2 separate regions of the Sus scrofa genome follow, and region 2 is linked to region 1. The links are chromatin contacts, called in public Hi-C maps. All regions are on one chromosome and are shown on one strand. The core of a region is the stretch at or near the end of the contact, and the rest is flanking DNA. Distances in the headings are between cores, read along the strand shown.

Region 1 (2,700 bases), core at 180-2,679:
ACTAATTCTTCTATCAGGGAGTTCCCACTGTGGCTCAGAGGGTCATGAGCCCAACTAGTATCCGTGAGGATGTGGGTTCAATCCCTGGCCTCCCTCAGTGGGGGAGGATCTGGTGCTGCCGTGAGCTGGGGTGTAGGGCACAGACATGGCTTGGATCTGGCATTGGTGTGGCTGTGGTGTAGGCAGCTGTAGCTCTGATCCAACCCCTAGCCTGGGAACTTCCATATGCCACAGGTGTGACCCTTAAAAAAAAAAAAAAAAAAAAAACCCACGAAAAAATGAAAATCAAAAATTTTTTTAACAGATTGCTCACGGAGTCAAAAAAAAAAAAAAAAAAAGCAAAAACAAACCCCAGGCCATCAGGCCATCATAAACCACATGTTCTTATTATATACCCACCACGAGACACTCACAACAAACAGGTGCTCGCACTCCTAAGAGACAGGCCTGAACACAGGATAAAGACGGCCAAGGCCCGCGCTCCTGAGCACGGACGCGGTGTGCAGGGAGACAGAAGAGGCACGAGATGTGCTCCCGGAGCACACGGAAAAGGGATCTCAGACAGGAGGAGGTGCAGCACAGAAAACAAAGCAGGGGAGCGTCCTCTTTGCTCTTTCTCAACTCAGCAGCGAACTAAACCATTGTGGAAAAGGGAGGAAAAGGGGGCCAGGCGTCTGACCAGGTAAGTGGCCCGCGGGAGGGGATGGGGCTGTAGCTGGAATTAGAAGGAATCAAAAGAAGTCATTTACTCCAATGGTTCTCAACCCTGGCTTCACACTCAAAGCACCTGGGGAGCTTTCAGAAAAGTCTGGAAGTCCAGGCCCGAACTGAGATTGTGAGGGACCTGGTCTGGGGTGGGGTCTGTATCAGGCGGTGCTGACACACAGCCAGCGCTGAGGCCCACCGGCCTTCACCCCGATCAGCCCCACTGACCTTGGCTCTAAGGGGCAGGCAGCAGAGGAACGGGGAAGAGCCCTGACACCAGTGTACCAGCGCTCCAGGCCGCCCCAGGCAGGCGCTGCAAGGGGTCGGAAGTGCCCGCTGAATGACTGGGGGCCCTCCGCCATCAGGGGCAGCCAGTGCCAAAGGGAAGGTCAAATGGTGATCCCGTTTCAAAGGGGAGGGAACTAGGACTCCAGGAGGTTCAATATCTGCCCTAAGTTACATCACAAGAAGGAATGTCATCAGGAGCCAGCTGACATCTGTCTAATTCCAGAGCCTGGCGGTACTTTTAGCCTCTTGTTATGAACACAGATGATGGAGTCGCCGAAAGTCTGGTTACTGCCCGAGAGCCAGCAGCTGGGAGGGAAGTACCTGATTCCAGCTCAGTGTTGTCTCCTGCGCCCTTAACCGTCATCGAAGCCATCTCCCTGCAGGGCTCTCGCTCTAAGACTGAAATCACACACACACGGGGAGCCTTCCAAGCACTCTGAAGCCAACGTATGAGCTACGGAGATGGCCAGAGCCGCCAGGCACACAGTCTGCAAGGCCCTCTGTGCCTGGCTGACCTCGCCCACCCGAACTGCCAGGCACACGGGGGCCCAGCAAGGGCTTCTGCTCCTGCCCTGGCCGGTGCTCCTGTCTCCCCATTCGGGTAGGGTAGCCCCGGCTGTCATGTGGCCTGTGGCCCATTCCCTCAGGTCCCTGATCACGGGTCAGGGACAAGGGCCACCTGCACAGCACCTGGAACAGAGCCTGGCATGAGGCAGGGACGCGTATTTGCTCAATCTGCGTGTGTGGACACAGAGCAAGGCAGGCTGCCGGGCAGCACTGGGCTTTGGTGTGGGATGGGCCCCCCCCACTGCTCTGGGGCTGGGCCTCCCTAAAAAGGGCCGCTCCTCCCTCCTCCTCCCCAGGGAGGCTGGGGCTCCAGCTAAGGCCCAACTAGCAGCAGCATGGGCTAGAAGCTTCAGGAGCAGGGATGAGAGTCGGCCGGCACAGGTGCTGAGGGGGTGAGAAGCCAGCTGCTCCCTGGGCCCCCCTGCTCCTGAGACCACACTGCCCAGCCTGCAGGCTGAAGGAACCGAGCTTCACAGCGAGACTGCAAGGCGTGTGCAGGGATTTAACTCACAGTTGTGAGTTAAAGGTCTTCAGAAGCCCGGCTGCCATTATTTATCCACGGAGAGTTTCTCTGCAGGCCATCCTGCAATTTACTTTTTTATTTTATTTTGTTTTTCTGGGACTGTTGTCTTTCTCTGAGTGTTAGAGCATATGGAAACATAACTTAGAGCAATGTTAATTCCATTTATCAGGCTGTACACGACATCCCTAATACTTATTTATCTCACGACTGCAAATACGTACCTTTTTTCTTTTCAGGGCCGCACCCACAGCACATGGAAGTTCCCAGGCTAGGGGTGGAATCAGAGCTGTAGCTGCAGGCCTATGCCACAGCCACAGCAATGCAGGACCTACACCACAGCTTGTGGCCACACCTGATCCTTAACCCACTGAGCGAGGCCAGGGATCAACCTGCGTCCTCATGGACACTCATCAGGTTCTTAACCTGCTGAGCCACAACGTGAACTCCCACCCCGCAACTGACAGGGGGCTTTCTGTGTGGACAGCCATGAGAAGGCCCTGCAAGGACTGGAGAGGGAAGCACCAGAGCTGAGAGCTGAAGCGGTTCCTCACTAATGACAGAAAACCTGGCTGAGGCTCCTGAGACAGCCTGTGACACAGCGACAAAGCACCAACTCA
Region 2 (2,700 bases), core at 5-2,504, 130 kb after region 1:
GTCAGTCTCTGGAAGGCTGGTGGGCATGAATGGAGCAGAGCCCTGGGGGGGGAGGGAGGGGAGGGAAGGGGAAAGGGGAGAGGGGGGAGGGGGAGGAGGGGAGGGAAGGAGGGCTGCCAAACCTCCAGCTAAGGCAGACCCACCTGCCTGGGAAGGGGGATCCCACGACGACGATGCTTAAGGGGCTGCTGTAACCTCACTCTGCCGCTGCCCCGCACCCCGCCCCTGTGTGGTCCCCAGGGAGTCTCTTGGTCAGATTTCCCTTGGTTGGATCTTCCTGGGGACAAACTCCAAGGCTGCCGGCCCGCCCCTCATCTCCCTCACCTCCTGCCTTCCTGACTTTGGACTTGGTACCCTCGCCAAGCTCTCCAAGCACCCTGGGATCAGCCTCCCTGCTGGGCCCTGCGGTTGCCCTGCCAGCCTGGCCCTGCTGCCCTGGCGGGGTGGGTCCTCTCCCCCTCTGAGGCTCCTGTGGACTCTGCCCCGACTCCAGGCCCTTGCACTTCCCTGCCCTGTCCCTGTCAGTGCAGATGGGTGACTGGGCCGTCCCACTCCTGAGCTGCCCCCCGGGGAGGTCCCCTTACTCTGGCTATGGAGAAATTACTCTGTGATTCTGGCCTGGAACAGCCACCTGTTAAGCTTACAGATTCTGCTGGCCAAGAATGTGGGCTCCTCTGGGGCCTCCACTGGCTGTCTGTCCCCTGGGGCCTCCCTCCCTCCCCGCATAGTCCCTCTGTCTGGGGGAGCACATAGGAGTCCCACTGCTTGGTGGGAGCCCCATAAGGAGGGTCCATAGGACTGTGGTCCCTTAGGAAGACTTAGGGTGGGGAGCTCCCGTCATGGCGCAGGGGAAACAAATCTGGCTAGTAACCATGAGGATGAGGGTTCTATCCCTGGCCTTGCTCAGTGGGTAAAGGATCCGGTGTTGCCATGAACTGTAGTGTAGGTCGCAGACATGACTCAGATCTGGTGTTGCTGTGGCTGTGGTATAGACTGGCAGCTGTAGCTCCGACTGGAACCTCCATATGCCATGGCCTGGGAACCTCCATATGCCATGGCCCTAAAAAGCAAGAAAAAAAAAAAAGATTTAGGTCAGCCCCCAGAAGGTTCTCAGGAGATTTTTGTTGCCCTGTTAAGCCCACGTAGTCCCGCTGCAGCTTCCAGAAGAGGAAACAGAAGCTCAGGACTTGCTCAAGGCCCTCAGCTCCAGGGATCCCAGTTCAGCTGCACGTCACTGCCCCCTAGTGACCACAGGCGGGATGTCCAGGAGCTCGAGGGCTGAGAACCTGCATTGCCCCCCAGGGAGCTGACCCTGCCTCTCCCAGGGCAGCTGGCAAACCCTTGAGCCTTGGCAGGCTCCAGCACAGAGTGCAGGTCAACACATGCTTATGTCCTCGGGCTCTGTCATCCTGGTGACACCCCCAACAGTGATGTCACTATAGATCTCTGAAGTCCCTAGGGGGCAGTGTGGTACAGACTGGACCGGCCACCTGCTGAGTGGCTACGGGGTGACCGGATGACCACAGGGTGAAAGGTCACTGTGATTTCTTTGGGCAAAGCCATTAATGACCCCTGTGGTCCCCAGGATAAAGGCCACAGTCTTTGCAGTGGCTTGCGAGCCCCACCCTGTCTGTAGGACTTCAAGGCCTCTTCCAGGAGACTGAACTCAAAGCCTCTGGCCCAGACGAGAATGACCAGACTCCTGTCATCGCCGCACCCATCTCATTGTAACATCACTTCCCCACCTTGAGCAACCCCGCCTACGCCTTCCTACCCCTCCTGGGAAAGGCATGCAGCCCACTCCTCACCCCGCCCTGTAGGGCCTTGTATAAGCGCCCCAACCAACCAGTAAGAACCCCCTTTCCCCAACTACCCATCAGATCAGCAGGTGTACGTCTTTTCTCTCCCTGGGCTATAAAAACGGACAGGATCTTGTGCCGGGGGGGTCTGCTCTCCCTGACTATCAGGAAGTCCGCCCACTCTGCTAGCAGTGTTTCTTTTCTTCACAAACTTATCTTTCTTTTCTGGAAAATTATTTTTCCAACCCACAGCCATGATGCTCTGCCCCACCCCAGCCTCAAACCACAGAGGTTCCTACTGCCTGAATTCAACCATCCGCAAAATGAGAGGCCCCAGGCTCCACAGGCTCGTGGGAGTCAGACTAACACCCCAGCTGCAGGGTCCTTACTCCCATCTCGTGCTTAGCCTTTTTTTTTTTTTTTTTCTTTAAAAAACTGTAAAATTTGGAGGTCCTGTCATGGCTCAGTGGTTAGTGAATCCGACTAGGAACCATGAGGTTGCAGGTTTGATCCCTGGCCTTGCTCAGTGGGTTAAGGATCCAGCATTGCTGTGAGCTGTGGTGTAGGTCACAGACACGGCTCGGATCCTGTGTTGCTGTGGCTGTGGCGTAGACTGGCGGCTACAGCTCCAATTGGACCCCTAGCCTGGGAACCTCCATATGCTGTGGGTGTGGCCCTAAAAAGACGGGAAAAAAAAAAAAGTCAAATTCAATACGCCAAGCTGAATTTTCATACGTTAATTGCACAATGATCACGCCATTGTATCATAGGCTCTCTCGGGGTGCACACGCTGTTCCGTCTAGAGAGTGCCTCTCCCCTCAAATCTCTCCCTGGCAAACTTCGACTCAACCGGCAATGTTCAGCTCAGTCATCACCTCCTCCAGGGAGCCAGCCCTGACTG

The links. Hi-C and Micro-C count contacts between places; a contact is called where the count stands out from the background.
Region 2: a Hi-C map of liver shows a contact between it and region 1, with 2.0 times the contacts expected there. The contact joins two enhancer-like sites. A contact is called at or near these places in 16 of 47 Hi-C or Micro-C datasets (alveolar macrophages, blood, embryonic fibroblasts and 8 more) and 2 of 2 datasets of contacts at active chromatin or transcription factors (alveolar macrophages and skeletal muscle).

Annotation. Positions count from the first base shown.
Region 1 is chr8:3,947,737-3,950,436 of Sscrofa11.1, forward strand. The region is part of intron 11 of KIAA0232; the gene reads right to left. Among named protein-coding and RNA genes, the nearest start is that of TBC1D14, 30 kb to the left of the region's middle. Within about 2 kb of position 1,430, at least 10 of the 83 cell types and tissues checked have an H3K27ac peak or open chromatin away from gene starts, as enhancers often do. A contact at or near this core is called in liver, where this site is marked.
Region 2 is chr8:4,080,962-4,083,661 of Sscrofa11.1, forward strand. No RefSeq gene overlaps it. Among named protein-coding and RNA genes, the nearest start is that of BLOC1S4, 13 kb to the right of the region's middle. Within about 2 kb of position 1,255, at least 19 of the 83 cell types and tissues checked have an H3K27ac peak or open chromatin away from gene starts, as enhancers often do. A contact at or near this core is called in liver, where this site is marked.